Linked DNA regions of Mus musculus: regions 1, 2 and 3 are each linked to region 4. A link is a contact called in public Hi-C and promoter capture Hi-C data. All regions are on one chromosome and are shown on one strand. Each heading gives the region's core, a stretch centred on a gene start, on an enhancer-like site or on the middle of the called end of the contact. The rest is flanking DNA. Distances are from core to core; before and after follow the strand shown. Region 1 holds the start of Rps29 (ribosomal protein S29). Region 2 holds the start of Sav1 (salvador family WW domain containing 1). Region 3 holds the start of Sos2 (SOS Ras/Rho guanine nucleotide exchange factor 2). Region 4 holds the start of Arid4a (AT rich interactive domain 4A (RBP1-like)).

The links. Promoter capture Hi-C pulls out the DNA fragments that hold promoters and counts their contacts. Hi-C and Micro-C count contacts between places; a contact is called where the count stands out from the background. Capture Hi-C pulls out chosen DNA fragments and counts their contacts.
Region 1: a contact with region 4 is called in a promoter capture Hi-C map of liver, with 6 times the contacts expected there. The contact joins the promoter of Rps29 here to the promoter of Arid4a in region 4. A contact is called at or near these places in 1 of 39 promoter capture datasets (pre-B cells), 1 of 484 Hi-C or Micro-C datasets (B cells) and 1 of 9 other capture datasets (liver).
Region 2: a contact with region 4 is called in a Hi-C map of muscle stem cells, with 6 times the contacts expected there. The contact joins the promoter of Sav1 here to the promoter of Arid4a in region 4. A contact is called at or near these places in 3 of 39 promoter capture datasets (erythroid cells, liver and maxillary cranial neural crest), 2 of 484 Hi-C or Micro-C datasets (erythroblasts and muscle stem cells), 1 of 115 datasets of contacts at active chromatin or transcription factors (astrocytes) and 2 of 9 other capture datasets (adipose tissue and liver).
Region 3: a contact with region 4 is called in a promoter capture Hi-C map of pre-B cells, with 8 times the contacts expected there. The contact joins the promoter of Sos2 here to the promoter of Arid4a in region 4. A contact is called at or near these places in 4 of 39 promoter capture datasets (the C10 cell line, hippocampal neurons, liver and 1 more), 1 of 115 datasets of contacts at active chromatin or transcription factors (astrocytes) and 1 of 9 other capture datasets (liver).

What each region holds. Positions count from the first base shown.
Region 1 is chr12:69,157,609-69,161,606 of GRCm38.p6, forward strand. It overlaps Rps29 (ribosomal protein S29), which reads right to left and starts at 1,578. Exons shown (of 3, transcript NM_009093.2): 1 at 1,389-1,578; 2 at 1,053-1,152; 3 at 114-213. The coding sequence starts at 1,450. The coding sequence ends at 205. It also overlaps Rn7s1.
Region 2 is chr12:69,984,678-69,988,805 of GRCm38.p6, forward strand. Sav1 (salvador family WW domain containing 1) reads right to left here and starts at 2,325. Exons shown (of 5, transcript NM_022028.2): 1 at 1,997-2,325. The coding sequence starts at 2,090.
Region 3 is chr12:69,680,071-69,683,927 of GRCm38.p6, forward strand. It overlaps Sos2 (SOS Ras/Rho guanine nucleotide exchange factor 2), which reads right to left and starts at 1,782. Exons shown (of 23, transcript NM_001135559.1): 1 at 1,445-1,782. The coding sequence starts at 1,531.
Region 4 is chr12:71,013,640-71,017,528 of GRCm38.p6, forward strand. Arid4a (AT rich interactive domain 4A (RBP1-like)) reads left to right here and starts at 2,328. Exons shown (of 24, transcript NM_001081195.1): 1 at 2,328-2,522; 2 at 3,452-3,509. The coding sequence starts at 3,504. 3110056K07Rik (RIKEN cDNA 3110056K07 gene) reads right to left here and starts at 2,184. Exons shown (of 4, transcript NR_045055.1): 1 at 1,868-2,184; 2 at 817-868.

The DNA of each region.
Region 1 (3,998 bases), core at 328-2,827, 1.9 Mb before region 4:
GGGAGGTTCTAACTGTCCTGGTTCCGTTTCCTCTTGCCTCAAACTCATTTTTGCCTCAGCTTGCAACTCTACATTTTTGCTTCCCTTTTCTAAACAAAACACACACACAGGAATTAAAGTTCTTCACATTTTTATTCTTTGTGTACAAAGACTAGCATGATCGGTTCCACTTGGTAGTAGTCAGTCGAATCCATTCAAGGTCGCTTAGTCCAACTGAAAAGAAAAAAACAAAACGGAGTCTATTACTTAGACTGTGATTCTGGCATTTATTTCCACTGGTTCCCCCTAGTTATTCCCCGATACAAGACCACACAAAATTACATTAACCATGTCATGTACTCCGGAGTTACTAAATAGCCCGTTTCTGCAGTTCATCTTAACCCGAAAAAACCTAGACCAGACGGAGGAGGGACCGATCCTGACACACTTGAGTCATTCAAGTCTCTAAACTGTAAGGCTAGGCTTACAGTAACTATTTCATCAATAATGTAAGTCTGAGCTTAAAACTCTCTGCTGCACCTCAGCAGTGTCAAATACCATGCAGGCCCATTAAACACAAGTTTATTTAAAACTGGTCCCGCAGCTGGGTGTGATGCACACCTTTAATCCCAGCAGAGAATCTGTGTTCCAGGACAGCCAGGGCTACGGAGAAACCCGGTTAAAATACTTTTTAAAAAAATTGGTACAAATAAAAAGCAGATGAAATATATATACAGTGGTTTTGACCAAAAAAGGAGACTTTTGAGACATCAACCTTAGAACAAATAAAAAGCCAAAACCCTGGCTAAAACATAGCAGTGTGTTCACTAGATTCACTTAGGTTTCGGTGTGTGAAGTCTAGAGCTCTTCCCAGTATGATCAAACATCCTGGGCCAGAAATTTAAGACACGTATTGGGTTAGGAATATTCAGTTACTATGTAGAAACTGCACCACCTCCTACCCACCTGACACCTAAATCTGACCAGGCATTAAACCCTTCACCCTTCCCTTCTGGAACTCTTAAAACCCTCCGCTGTGTGCATCGTGGACGGCAGCGACCAACCGCGCGTACCTTAATGAAGCCTATGTCCTTCGCGTACTGCCGGAAGCACTGGCGGCACATGTTCAGCCCGTATTTGCGGATCAGACCGTGGCGGTTGGAGCAGACGCGGCTGGGAGGAGGAAGGACAAGGAGATGGCCTTAATGGAGCCGCCACAGTAAGGTACAGCACTCCTCAGCTTCCCCACCACCCGCAGCAGGGCCCGCCCGGCCCGGCCTAGCTAAGCCCGTAATGGCGACGGCAGCACCGAACGCCCTGCGCGCCGCCCGCGGGCCTTGAATTTCCGACACCCAGTCACCAACAATGGCCCTTCCCTCTAACCGCGGTCTCCACAACCCGCTCCTCACCAAGAGCGGGAACCCTGGCCGAACTTCCGTGGGTGACTCCAGTAGAGCTGCTGGTGACCCATCTTGCCTTCAGACGCCCAACGAGGAGAAAGGAACGAGTCGGCTCGCGCAGGCGCTCTTCAAAGTTTTTTGGAGCTACACGCTACCCAGAATACAACGCTAAGACGTGACGCGTACGCCGTGCGACAACATTGGTCCGCGTGCTCTGAGTGACATTTCTAAGGCTGGCTGGGCGGGCACAGTGAGTGACGTCACGGCCCGCCGCAGCTCTAGTATCTCCCCGTCGCTCTCAGCGCTCGCCGGGCGCGGTGGCGCACGCCTGTAGTCCCAGCTACTCGGGAGGCTGAGACAGGAGGATCGCTTGAGTCCAGGAGTTCTGGGCTGTAGTGCGCTATGCCGATCGGGTGTCCGCACTAAGTTCGGCATCAATATGGTGACCTCCCGGGAGCGGGGGACCACCAGGTTGCCTAAGGAGGGGTGAACCGGCCCAGGTCGGAAACGGAGCAGGTCAAAACTCCCGTGCTGATCAGTAGTGGGATCGCGCCTGTGAATAGCCACTGCACTCCAGCCTGGGCAACATAGCGAGACCCCGTCTCTTTTTGGACACTTAATAATATTAACATTATTCTCACTTTCTTTTTAATTCACCCTTTTCTCATATAATACATTTCAACCTTAATTTTTTACATTGTCTTAACACAAACGTTCGCTTACAAACGTGATTTTTTTTTTCCTTTACTCACTACTGACACCTACTGGCGTGAAATTATATGACAACTTAAATCAAGTGTAATGAGTAAGAGTCAACGATAGGGGCCTCTTATTAAATCTTTTGACCTCATATACTCCAAAAAGAAATCCACATCATTCCATGGATGGAAAATAGGGTCTTACGTATATGTGAGTATACCACCCTTGATACCTAAATATAATCGCCTACATTTACTTTTCATTTGTTTTTGTGTAGACAAGACTGGCCCAAGACTCTCATTTTGCCCATAATAGACTCACACTCCCTATCCTAATGTCTCAGCCTCTAATAATGGGCTTGCTTGTGCCACCAAACGCAGGCTAAGTGGATGAATATGAAGAAAAGTAATATAAAATAAAAGTTGTTTTCATCAGATAATTTAATAGCAAAACAAGTAACGACAAACTTCAAAAGACAAATTTATAAAAAATAAAAAATATATAAAATAAAAATAAAACCTAAAATTGCACAAAGCCCTGCCCCCTGAAATAAAAGCTTTAACTAAATCTAGAATGTAGCAGAGTAAAATTAAGAAAAAAAGCCTTTTGTAGAAGACTTTTAATAGAAACTTTAAAAAAAACTTTAAAGTATGCTACTTCAAAATTTTGGTAGACAATCCTTACCCAATTATTTCATAATGAAAGAGTCACAGATTTAAAGACCAGATATAATTTAATGTCTGTTGTCAGTCTTCAAATCTAGTGTTTTACACAAACACACACACACATATACACATATACAAATACACACACACATATACACATAAACAAACACACACACCGCGATTCCCTCACCTTTTCAATTCCAGTTCTGTTGTTGTTGTTGATCTATCTCTCTGTCTTGCTTTGACAACATGTAATACAACTAAACAAACGGGAGAACACAGGAGGGTACTGTTGCTAGACAGAGTAAGAAGATAACGCTGCTGAAGGACACAGCTCACTGGTGCCTTATTTTTCCTCTCATCAATCAGTACCTGTTACTATTACTGGGATCACTGCTTTGCCAAAACAGGTAGCCATGCCCTTCCTGGCTAGCCAGGCCTTCTGGAAGAGTCTGGCTAGACTGTTCACTGCCTTTTCTTGGGATCCAAAGAGCATTTGTGTTTTCCTAGCTACCCCTGACAGATTGGCTAGCATCGTGACAATAAGTTTCTGCCAGGGGCTGGTGAGATGGCTCAGTGGGTAAGAGCACTGACTGCTCTTCCAAAGGTCCTGAGTTCAAATCCCAGAAACCACATGGTGGCTCACAACTACCTATAATGAGATCTGACGCCCTCTTCTGGTGTGTCTGAAGACAGCTATAGTGTACTTATGTATAATAATAAATAAATATTTAAAAAAATAAGTTTCTGCCAATCTGGAAAATAGATTTCTGCAGGTTTGAGTGTACACATCTGCCAATTTACTGATAGTTGCCAAACTTTGATTTATTATATTGGATCGACATCATTAAGAGTTAAAGTCCCAACCTTTTTTTTTTTTTTAAGGAAGAGGGGGTTGCTAAAGGTTGAATCTAAGATCTCACACTTGCTACCCAAGCACTACCACAGAGGTCAAACTTCCACTGCTTTCAGTAACAATCAGTGTTTTCTATACTCTTACACATCGTAGAGCTTTAGGTAAAAACCAGATAGAAAACCAATTCCAGCTGGGTGAGGAGTTAATCCCAATATCTGAGAGGTAAAATCAGGAGAGTCTCTGAGCTGGAGGTCAGCCAGGGATAAGGAGTGAGACCCTGTCTCAAAAGTCAATTTAATTTCACTTAGAAATAAAATTCCAGGAATGCCAAAACCAGTTAATGAAGCTCAGATTAAATCCTGTTTCTTGGCCAGGTGTTGAAGTTCACTCCTCTAATCC
Region 2 (4,128 bases), core at 1,075-3,574, 1.0 Mb before region 4:
ATTGCATTAAGTCAGTACACTCGTCTAAAGTTATTTATGTCTACTATCCTGAGATCAAAATATCAAACAAAAGGGCATAAGAAAACAGATTTTAAATTTTAAGACAATACTAGAACTTTAAATGAAGATTATTTTCCCAAGCAAATACATTTATAATCTGCATTAATATGCAGGTGTAAACTCAGCTACAAACGAATGGATGCTGCATATTGCCATACATGATACAATGTCACTAAGCTGAAAGTAACCTAACAAACCAATTCCTTTACCAGCATCATGTATGACTACAGTTTGGTGTTTTCACTTGATTTAAGTATCACCAAGAATCTTTCTTCACAAACACATCTCATTAAAATAAAATTTAAAGAAAAAACCGCAAAGTCAGATTTCCTGTAAAAGACTTTTTTATTGGTAATTTTTTTTTTTTTGTCTTTCTATCAGGAATTACCCGGTTCTAAGCACAATTATCAAAACTAGAAAGCAAGACCTTTCAGTGTGGAAACTGAAAAATAAAGTCATCTACTTCCAAAGATGCACACAAACCCTGGATCTACTGAAAAAGCCTGGAAAGAATTATGGCTCCTTTAAAAGCAGATAACCCAAACCAAGGTCATGGCTGCTGATTTGAATGTGCAAACAGCTTTCATGTTCTTAGAAAGCAACTACCTTTAAAATATGAAACCTGGATATAGAACACATTTTCTGAATTCATTAAATCAATGTCACTAAGGGTGTCAGAAGCTAACACTACAGTAACTTAATATTGGAATAATTAACTGTCGATGACACAAATTCTGTATGGAGTCACTCACTAAAAGACTCAACAAGTGGCATGACTTCAAATGATGCTTAATAAACTTTATTTGCAGCAAAAAGCAAGCTATCACCTAAAAAAAACAGAAAAACAAGCTCTTAAAAATGGTTTCAGTTACTGACACATCCACCCCACCAACTGTGTTGTCTAGCACTCCAACTACTAACAGAACCTGTAAGGCTGGACACATGGTCACAATGGAAAAATATGCTCTCCACCCCTTTCTGCGGGATCTTGGGCAAATACTAGGAACCCCTGTGAGCAGCTTTCCCAATTACAATATGAGGTAATGCTTAATTTAAGTCACACGGTTACTTCCAGTTTCCAAGAAGGAAACTTACACAAGGGGTCCAGCTCCTAGAATGAGAACCAAAGGATTAGCTCTCTGACTACCCAAGAATTTTAAAAAAGGAGAATCAAGGCGTTCAAGTTAAAAACTCAAATATTTTAAACGGAGAAGAAAAGCTACGTACGGGAGGGGACGGAACATATGTCGGAAAGAGGAATAAAGTTAGGAACTTGCCTGGTATGGCTGAAATTATTCTGAATACTTTGCTTTTTTTAATTTTAGGAGCAAAGCCTAATCCAAATACGTTAATGGCTTGTCTACTCTGGGAAATGAAAAGACTCTGGGTAGTGGCTACAAGTATCAGGTTCTTTGCCTCACAAGTCTGTGTCCCGCTGAAGGACTAAGGAATCCAGTCTCTCTCTCGTGTGTGTGTGTGTGTGTGTGTGTGTGTGTGTGTGTGTGTGTGTGTGTGTGTGTGTGTGTGTGTGTGTGTGTTACTTAGGGCGCTGGTAGTGGCTACAAGTATCAAGTCTCTCGTGTGTGTGTGTGTGTGTGTGTGTGTGTGTGTGTGTGTGTGTGTGTGTTACTTAGGACGCTGGTAGTGGCTACAAGTATCAAGTATCAGGTTCTTTGCCTCACAAGTTTGTGTCCCGCTGCAGGACTAAGGAAGGAATCCACTCTCGCGTGTGTGTGTGCGTGTGCGAGTGCGTGAGCCGACGAGTGGCGCTGCGATGGTCGCAAACGCGGGGCCCGGACGTACCCAGCAGAGAGGTGCCCGGGTCGAAGCACTTTTTCCCCAACACCACGGACAGCCATGCATTTCCCAGAGTCGGTCTTCCAGCACCACCCGAGGCTGCGCCGGGTCCCCACCCGCCACCGCCCACGACACTCACTCCGCAGCAGGGGCGACGTCTCCTTCTTCACGTACTTGCCCTGCACCTCGGCCGGCTTAGACACCTCGTTTTTGGTTTTCTTGCGGGACAGCATCCTCGCGGACGACTCCCGCCGCCGCCCCAGCAGCCTCGCTAGGGCCGCGAGCCTGCCGCCCGCCGCCGCCTCCCGGGCCGCCGCCGCCGCCTTCGCCTCGGGTCTCCGCCGCCCGCGCCCGCCCGCAGGCTCCGCCGCATGTTGGCCGCGCTAAGCGCGCCCGCCGCCGCTCAGTCGCAGGGCAGCTCCTCCCGGGAAGTCAGCCGGCTCAACGACGCCGCCCGAGGCCGCCTTGGGACAGGGCCGCGGCCGCCCACCAGGGCCATGGTCCGCCGCCCGGAGCCGCTACCGCTGCGGCCACCGCCTACGTCCGGTAAACTTTCCCCGCGCCGCTGGGAATGCTGGGAAAGCCGACGCGCACGGGCCGCCCCTCCCCCGCCGGGCGCGGACGCGGCTGCGTGCGGCGACTCGCGACGGGCGGGCGGCTAACGGGCCGGGTGTGGCGACCATCGCGGCCCTCAGTGCGGCTGCGCGGGCCGGCTCCCGCCGCTGGGGAGCTGGAGTCCGGGCGGTCCGGAGCCCGCTGGGCGGCGAGCGGCTCTCGCCTTGGACTTGCCTACCGCCCTGCTTCCCGCAACCGCAGCCGCGTGTCCTGGTTGCTGAGGGAAGGCAGCCCTCGGGTGTGCTGGGACCGCGAGGGCTACACCTAGTAACACAGATGACTCTTCTGGTGACAGCGTGACTACTGTAAAAACTGAGTCTCCGTTTCTTCTGTCCTCTTATTATCTCCCCCAACCCTTGGTAGCCCACCCCCTTTTGTGCCCCCCATCCCCATCCGCGCTTTCGGATTAAAAAAGAAGATGGAGTTTCTACAGCTCCTAAGATAAATTTGACGTTAGTGTATTTATTTCATCATTTTAATATGTATTCTTAATAACCACATGCCTTCTCTTGCAGTTAAGTCTTAGAATTTTGAAGCCTTTGAGCACCAGAGTTCAGAACTGGGAGTTTTCTATCTAATATATCAGATTCTACTTTGTTCTCTTTAACTCGCTCAGGTACACAGAATAACTTGGAGAATAAGATTGGGACTCACTCCTCTTGATCAAAGTAAGGCTTTCATAATGAAGAGAATGTGCTTAAAACACAGAAGCAAAACACCAACCTCAGAACAAGACACCAAACTGCTCTTTTTTTTAGCCATGCACAAAGACATTTAATCAGTTGTCTGTCTCCTGTGTTTTTATGAAATGTTTCCTTGTTAAAGGTCCCTATAATCCTATAACAAATATTTTATTGAGCACCCAGCATCCAAGGTGCTGTTTTAGGTGTCTGGGATATAACAACAAAGGTCCTGCGGTTATGGGGAAGAGAGATCACAAAAAATAAAACTAGTAAGCCATAGTATGTAACAGAGTGAGCGCTGAAGGAAGCATAAACAAGAGAGATCCCACAGCTTGGAAAGGGGGTCGGATAATGAAGCCAGTGAGAAGGCAATGCTGGAATTAGCTTGCTATGGTGCTATCTGGAGTGAGGCCTCAGAAGAGCAAATGCAAGTCACTGCAAGTGGTCGTGTTTCTGGCTCATTGTAGGAATAGGAAGAGGGTCACGTAGCTGGAACTGGAACAGAGAAGAGTAGAGGGAAATGAAGTTCCTTGGTAACTGGCCACCCACCTAGGCCTTTGGAGTAGAGGAGAGACGTATTTAATGCGATCACTTTGGATGCTGTGTGAGAGTAGACTGAATGGGGGAGTGGGGTTTCAAAATAAGGGAGGTGATAAAAAAATATTGCTAGCATGCATATGGATAAAGGCAGCAGGACAAGCGCTAAGTGATTGTAGGCATTTTAGAGTTGCAGCAGGGTTTGCTGACAGATTGATTATGGCATAAGAGTAAAAAAAAAAAAAGCTAGAGAAAGGACCCAAGGAGCTGAAGGGGTTTGCAGCCCATAGCAACAATATGAACTAACCAGTACTCTCAGAGCTCCCAGGGACTAAATCACCAACCAAAGATTACTCATGGTGGGACTCATAGCTCCAGCTGCATATGTAGCAGAGGATGGCCTAGTCGGTCATCAATGGGAGGAGAGGCCCTTGGT
Region 3 (3,857 bases), core at 532-3,031, 1.3 Mb before region 4:
TGCTTTCCATTTCCACAGAGTTCTTTTTAAAGACATGATTTGGTGTGTGCCCCCAAGGAAACCAGTAATCACCTCCTTATGAGAATTATGACAATGGAAAATTTGAAATTCTGAAGAATACAAGGAAATGTTTTTACCATTAAAGTGGACTTGTCTTTCCACTCCTAGACATGTATGATGAATTCTTTTTCAAGTGCAGTTGTTGTTGTTAGTGTGAGTCTGTCTGTCTGTCCGTCTGTCTGTCTGTGAGTGTGTACGAGTGTGTGTAGGGAGTCAGTTCTCTCCTTCCCCCCTGGGTTCTGCACATGAACTCAGGAACCCAAAAGGTACTTTTACTCCTTACATCTTACATTCTCCCTCAATTGTGGTATTTTACCTAGTGGAGGTTTCTTATTAAAGTGTGTGTGTGTGATATATGTGTTAGTGGCATGTGTGTGTGTGTGTGTGTGTGTGTGTGTGTGTGTGTGTGTGTGTGGTGAGGGCCTGCATGAAGGCCAGGACAGCTTTGTGGAGTCAGTTCTCCCCTATCACCTTTACGTGGATTCCAGGAATGAAATTCAAGCCATCAAGCTTGTGTTGTTGGACCGCAAATCACCTTCCCTAACGAGTCTCTTGCTGGCCCAGAGCAACAAAGAGAATGGCATAATTACCTAACTTCATATAAGACTAGCACCAACCAATCGGAGACACGCACCCTAGCAATGTATCTAATCTCCAAAGATTGATTAGCAACGAGCCACCTCCCCCCCCCCGCCCGCCCCCGCAACTGTCCCTTAAAAGTGGTTATTGCAAGTCCTCGTCGCTGTGAAGAAACTGACCACATTTTGTGAGGCAATCTTTGTATTCAGGTAAGACTTCTGCAGGAAGTGGGGAGGCGCTTTAGATTCACCCCAAGAGCTGGAGAACGAATACTATGACTCACTGACACTTCACACATGGGAAACACACATCCATATTAGCGAAAACAGCACAGCCTCAACAGGCGAATGGGCGAGCGTAGCAAGCAAGCCGCCCGAGGCGAGCACCCCCAGCCCCAAGAACTTAATTCAAAGTAGCCTCTCGGTCCAAAATTGCGCATTTGTTTTAGAAACGAAAAAAACCAGTGGGACTCTGTGTTGCCAGAATCCAGCCTGAGGACAACGCATTGGTCAACGGCGGAAGTTGCCTGACGAAATGACTGTAAGATGAAATCCAGTTTTATGATCATAACAAAACCTTCCTTCCGGGACCAGGCCAAAAAAGAAAGTTGAGAAAACGTCCTTCGGGATGCAACAGGCAATTAGGAGCGCCCGCAGCCCGGCCAGAGAAGGCTCGGCCGCGGCACGCGGGGCGGGCGCGAGCCGTGCTCCCCGCTCCTCGCTCTCCCCGTTACAAGTTGTGCGAGCTCCGGGCCCGGCCCCCCAGCCCGTCGCCCCGCGGCACCTCCCTCGGCCCCAGCACTGACCTTCCGCAGGGCCGGGACCAATAGTCCCCGCCATTTCGGGCTGTTTTCTTCGCTGAAGAACTCGTAGGGCTGCGGCGCCTGCTGCATGGCCCCGGCCGCAGCGCCTCCGCATCGGAGGCCGGGCCGGTGGCCTGACAGGCAGGGCGCCGGCCGCCTCGCCTCGCCTCGCCCCGGCCGCCGCCTCCCGCCCGGGCCGCAGCTCCGGCCGAGCGCTCGGGGGCGGCGCCGGCGGGCGGGCGTTCGCCGAGGCTTGGCGGCCCCGCAGCCCCGAGGAAGCGCGGCGGCCCGAGGCGTCCTGCTGTCCCCGCGGCGCCGGCCCGCTGGCCCGAGGCTCCTCCTCCTTTGTCTGGGTGCGCAGCGCGGGGCACCGCCGGCCTCGCCCCCGCCCCGACTCCCGCTACGGCCGCGGCGGGCAGACAGCGGCGGCCCGCAGCGTCCTCATCGCCTCCCCCGCCCTCCGCGCAGCCGCCGCTACCGCCGCCGCCGCCGCCGCCGCCACCGCCGGGTCCGCCCGAGTCACCTCCAGAGGGCCCTCGGGGCCGAGCGGGCGCGCGTGTCCGGCGTGCACGGCACTGGCCGCCGCCGCCGCCGCCGCCCCTCCAGCCCCGCCGGCCGCCGCCGAGCGCCCGGTGCCTGCAGCGGCGGCTCGGCTCGGCTCGGCCCCGCGCTCGCTCTCCCGAGTCTCTGGAGAAGACCAGCACGGAGCATGCGCGCCGCCGAGCGGGCCGAGGCGTCTGGTGCGGGGCCCCGGGGCCGGGAGGGTAATCGGTCTCTCCTGGGAACGTGCACGGGGCGGGGTGGCTCTTCCAGACGAACTCGGCAGCGTTCCGAGTCCTGGCAGACAATCCTGATTCGGTACAGCCCTAGGGGACCCCCGAGCCCGTGACTGCAGCTCTGGGAGGCAGAACACAGATGTGGGGAGAAAAGGACATTTGGGCTGATAGGATATTTATTTAACGTGTGCTCTGTGTGGCTCCTTTGTATATTTAGGTGATAGTGGCTATTCATAAAGTCACATTGTAGGGTCATGGGAAGCTCTTAGCGCACGTTGAAGGGCCAGATGACTTCAGTTCGAGGTCTTTCACCTAGAGTCCCTATGGATCAAAAAAAAAAAAAAAAAAAAAGTATCCAAAAACTTTCAGATATTGTTCTTAGGTTAATCATGTTCAAATCCTTTCCACTTAAGGTTCTACAGAACCTGGATCCTGCGATACAGTCACACTAATTAGCATTAAAAAAAAAAAACCTAAAAATCCTCTGTCCCTATGCTTTTTTAAGTTGAAGGGGCATGTACTTTGGAAACTTTTTCACTAACCCAAATTTCATCCCACTAAAATCGCTGAACAGATTGCTCCCAACGGGCTGTAAACAGTCATGCTGCCAGCCACCGAAGTGAGGAAGGGAACAGAAGAACAGACTGGAAAAGATAACTTGTGTAGTAATTTCAGCTCCAGAATCAGTGGGTGAACATTGTTCTCCCCCAAACACAACACCATTTTGACTTCATAAAGTAAAAATGGCAACTAAATACTTAAAGAGATCGGAGGTTTCCGTTTTGTTTTGTTTTTGGTTTCTTTTTTAATCTAAGTATCCACAGTGTTTAAAAAAAAAAAAGTCCTCTGGGGCTGTCGAGGAAAAGGTACCTGCTTCGCTTCCCAAGGCTGACAACCTGCGTTCCACCCCTGGAACCCACGTGAAGGAAAGAACCGGCTTCGCAAGGTTGTTCCCTGACCTGTCTACATCTGAAATGTGGCATATGTGTGTCCTCGCACACGCGTGTGCCTACATAATAACACTAAAGTTGTTTCTAATAAAAGTTCTAAAGTTGTCTTCTAATAAATGGCCATGTTCATAGTCCCATGTACTAAATACACTCTGGTTTATAGAGAAAGCTTATTTTTCCTAAAGTTCCTAGACCCTAGCTATAAAACACGAAGCTGTCAAATTATCAGACTGCAATTGTATTTTCTCATAGGAAAGTCATTGGTGGGAAGTTTTATTCTTGGCAAAGGCTATTGGAAGGCTCCCCTGAGCTTAATCTGGCCTGAAGATGTATTTGTTTCGCCAAGTATTAAGAATTTTTAATTGGTATTACCATTTTAAAGTCGATAGCTTTTTTTTTTTCTTGTCTATTTCCAGCTTCTCTTGACAAAGATCTGGCAACAACGTGGCCTACTGCATCTATGCAAAGAAACGAGCAGGCAGTGCAGAGGCCGTCCTCTTTATAGAAGTGTGCCACCCATTTCCAGTTGGCTGTCCTCCCGATCTGGCACCGTTCCCCTTTTACGTAACCTGCCTAGCCTCTACAGGCATCGGCCCTGTGATCTCTGGGCTAGGCAAACAGAAACGGATCCACATGGTGCAAAGGGTCCAAGAATGACACCAGAGAGTTTTCCCAGCCAGACAAGTGACC
Region 4 (3,889 bases), core at 1,078-3,577:
GGAGAGACTGTAAGAGATTTTTATTTTTCATTACTTTTCAAATGCACACTGGCATATATATAAAACTTGATAGTGGAATGATATGTGGGCGATTACCACCAGGGAGAATCAGCAGTATACATATAATTTTCTTTTTTCTTTCTTTCTTTCTTTTTTTTTTTTTTTTGGTTTTTGTTTTTTTCCAGATAGGGTTTCTCTGTGTAGCCCTGGCTGTTCTGGAACTCACTCTATAGATCAGGCTGGCCTCAAACTCAAAAATTTACCTGCCTTTGCTTCCCAAGTGCTAGAATTAAAGGTGTGCGCCACTACTGCCTGGCTAATTTTCTTAAAAAATAAAACTACAACAGAAAGCCAAAATTCTTCCTGCCTAAATACTCACTAATCAGACCTTTCTCAAGAGACTTTTAAATCAGAGTGGTGAACAAAATCAAGAAAATGTTAAGATTCTGACTTAAGACACTGAGTGTTAAAAAGTCTAAGAATCAAAGCTGGGTGGGCATGGTGTGCTGTGGAGCTGAAGCAGGGACGGCAGTTCAAGGTCATGAGCTTGGACTACCAAAATCCTGTCTCCAAAAACCAGAGTCCAGAAAGGAGGAGCCCAGAATGGGTGAGCTTGAATATTAGGGATGCTTTTTATCTGTGGCTTTCTCTAGGGTATAACATCAGGAAGCTAATTAAACCGACTCATTTGAAAGCTTGAACTAACAAAACATCTTCAACAACCAGTCACGTAGCCTAGTATTTGGCTCTAGTCTACAGAAAATCTCAGCACACACCTGTCCCAAGTCACAAGATTTCAAAAGACACAGGACTCACCTCTGTGATACTTTGGGTTGTCATGGAGGTGTCTGTTGTCTTCAGCACAACTCTAGAAAAACAAACAAAAATCCTCAACTGTTTACTCAACCATTTTCTAGTTTTGTGCATCACCAAAACTAAGCAGATTTTAAAAAGATAGACATGACTTAGTAAAACTACCAAAATACACTTCACAATCTTAACAAATTTTGAAAAAACAAAAACAACAAATATTAACTAGTTGATATGGCGTTAGTTCAGACGTACTCAACTGTGCAATTTACTGGGGTTAACATTTCACATTTTAATTTAGGGCATAAGCTGTTGCCCAATTGTTAAGTTTTGTGTCATTTAACAAGACAATGTGCTGACGACAGAATCCATGTCTATCTGGTCCAGAAAACCCTTTCATCTAAGAAACTGTCGTTCCTTCCTGAAGCATTAATACTTTCTTCGAAAAAATAGTATAGTATTCGCCTCATGCAGTGACAAGAGTCGCTTGTCTAAGGTCATAGTGGCAGCAGCGTCTGTCCTGGCAGGCACATTCCTCAGCATTCCGAAAGCCGGGGCTTCCACGTTTCCTCCAAGCTTCACAGTTGGAGGAAATAACTCTTCTTCCCCACGCAAGACGTTTCTAGAAACCACACCTCCTCCGTCTTTTACCAAGGTGGCTGCCACCTTGGGCCCCTGGTGTCTGCAGACCGCAACCCAGCTTCCGAAATGCAATGTCAAAGGGAGACAGAGCTATGCCGGGAGGAAGGGGGGGGGGTGTCAGTAAAATCCCGCCATCCCGAGTGAAGGGGCGCAAAGGGCCGCTTACTCACCTACACGTGCGCCCCCGACCTCGCCCCCTTCCTCCACGCCCCCCCAGCCACGCTCCGCCGCCGGCGGACAGCGGCTCCCATGGCCGCCCTCGCTTCCGGTGCTCCCAGCGCTGCGCCACCCCCGAGGCCACCCGACACCGGGAGCCTCCGACAGACCTCTCGGACGACTCCGTGACTCCTCCACCCTTCGCTAGGCGTTGTCCTGGAGGGAAGGGTAAGCCGGTGCCACACTGAAATAAACCTACCCGAGAGAGTCCGCGTCCTTCCCTCCAGACACAGAAAATGGGATAGAGCTGCGGGCTGCTGCTGCCGGGACAAAATGGCGCCGGGGAACCGGTTAGGCGCAGGCGCCTGGGGAAGAGCCGGCTCCGCCCCCGTGAAAAACCCTGGCTGCAGTTCTGGATTCCGTTTCCATGGGACACGCCACCGCCCAATCCTCGTGCGGAACTGCTCTTCCTGACCCCTTGTTCTCCAATCAGTGTTCAGTCAAGCACATCCGGAGTCGGCTCCTCCAATCAAATTTTTGGGCTCTCTTACTCAATCCTCTATCCTCCAATAACGTGCGTGTTCGGATACAGCCAATCAGAAGTGGAAGCTATCCTACCTGCTGTTTTCCGCACCAATCATGGAAGTTTCCCAGCTACATCCAATGAGAAAGGCAGACAGCGAGCTCCAATCCGAAGCTATTCGGCGTCATGAGCAGCCAATAGGAGTTCGTGTAGAAGCGAGTCTGCTCAACAGCTTGTTATTTGGTGGATTGTGGCAGTAAATCGGGGCGAGTGGGGGAACCCGGCGCAGGAACTGCCGCTGCGGCCGGGAGCGGTGCTGCCCGGACGGGGACCCACGGCGATCAGTGGGGCGGCAGACTGGAGAGCTGACAGCGCTCTGCACCCGCAGTAGGTAGGTAGTCAGCGGGGGCCGCTGAATGGGCAAAGCGGCGGGAGCAGCTGCTGCCGCGATGGGGTCCCGGTGCAGTTGGGAGCTCCGCAGGCTGAGAGGGGGATGCAGGGCGGGCTGTGCCCGGGGCGCCGGGCAGCGATCGGGTCCTGGAGTCGCGGCGGCAACTGCGGGCACGACCGCCTCCGCCGCCTCCCCGGGAAAATGGCTGTGGGGCTGGCCGCGCCGCTAAGTTTGCTTTGGAGGAGCGGGCTGCCGGGAGAACCGGCCCCCAACTCTGCTGTGCTTCTTTGGCGAGGACCCGCTGCTGGACCGCGGAGATCGGGGTGCCCGCGCCTCTCCGGGCTGTACAAAAAGTTGAGGCGGGCGCGGGAGGAGACGGCCGCTGCGGCGGTGCGGCTCGCTCCCCTCCCACACCCTGTCCTGCCGCCTCCCCGCCCCGCGCCTCCCCCGCCGGGTCCCCCCGCGCCGGCCGCCGCCGCAGGCCGCCGCCCCTGCCCCCCGGGTGAAGGAGCGCTTCTCCTTCCTGACATGGTGCAGAGCGGAGGCAGGAGAGCAATGGCGCCGTGACACTCCGTTGCCGCCGCCGCGGGCCGGGCCGGGGCGGGCCAAGGGGGCCGAGCGGCGGAGGCGGGGCGCGCGCTAGAGTCGGGGCCCGGCGGGGCGCGGACCCGGGAGGCCGGGGCGCAGGGGGCTGCGAGTGGCCGACGAGGCGGGGGCGCGGTGGGCCGGCCGGCCGGGCAGGGGCGGGACGCGCTGCCCTTTGGCGCGCGTGGGGCTCACTGCCCGCCAGGCTTTGGCTGCCCGACGGGGGTCTGTCCCGGGGGCCGCGGAGCTCGGCCCCTCCCCGCCTGCATTTGTTTACTTTCTTTCCGGGTCTCACCCCGCCTTGGACTGATCCTCTGCCTCTCTTTTCCCTGCTTTGGCTCTAGCGCCCGGGAAGAGAACTCGAGGAAGCTGGAACCCCACAGGTCACCAGTCAAGATGAAGGTAAGTGGAGCCAACTCTTCTTCTTAGCCTTGTGCCCCGGACGCTGCCAGTCCGGAGGCTGCAGTTGTGGAATGGCAGCTTTTTGTTACTTAGAATTGATTTCTTTACTAAGAAGCACTTTAAGGAAAATGACATGTGAATGGGTGAGGGGTGTGTGTGTGTGTGTGTGCGTGTTCGAATGTGTGTGTGTGTGTGTGTGTATAAATGCAGGCGGTCCAACACTCTCTAGCAGTTAGCACTTTGAGAAGATCGGTGCAGTCTTTCGATTTTCAAACACTTCAGTGTCAAAAACACCTTTCAAGAAGAAAAGCTTTTGTCCTGCTTTGGTTTTTGCAAGGTTTTTTTGTTTTGCTTTGCTTTTGCTTTCTTTAAAACCTATA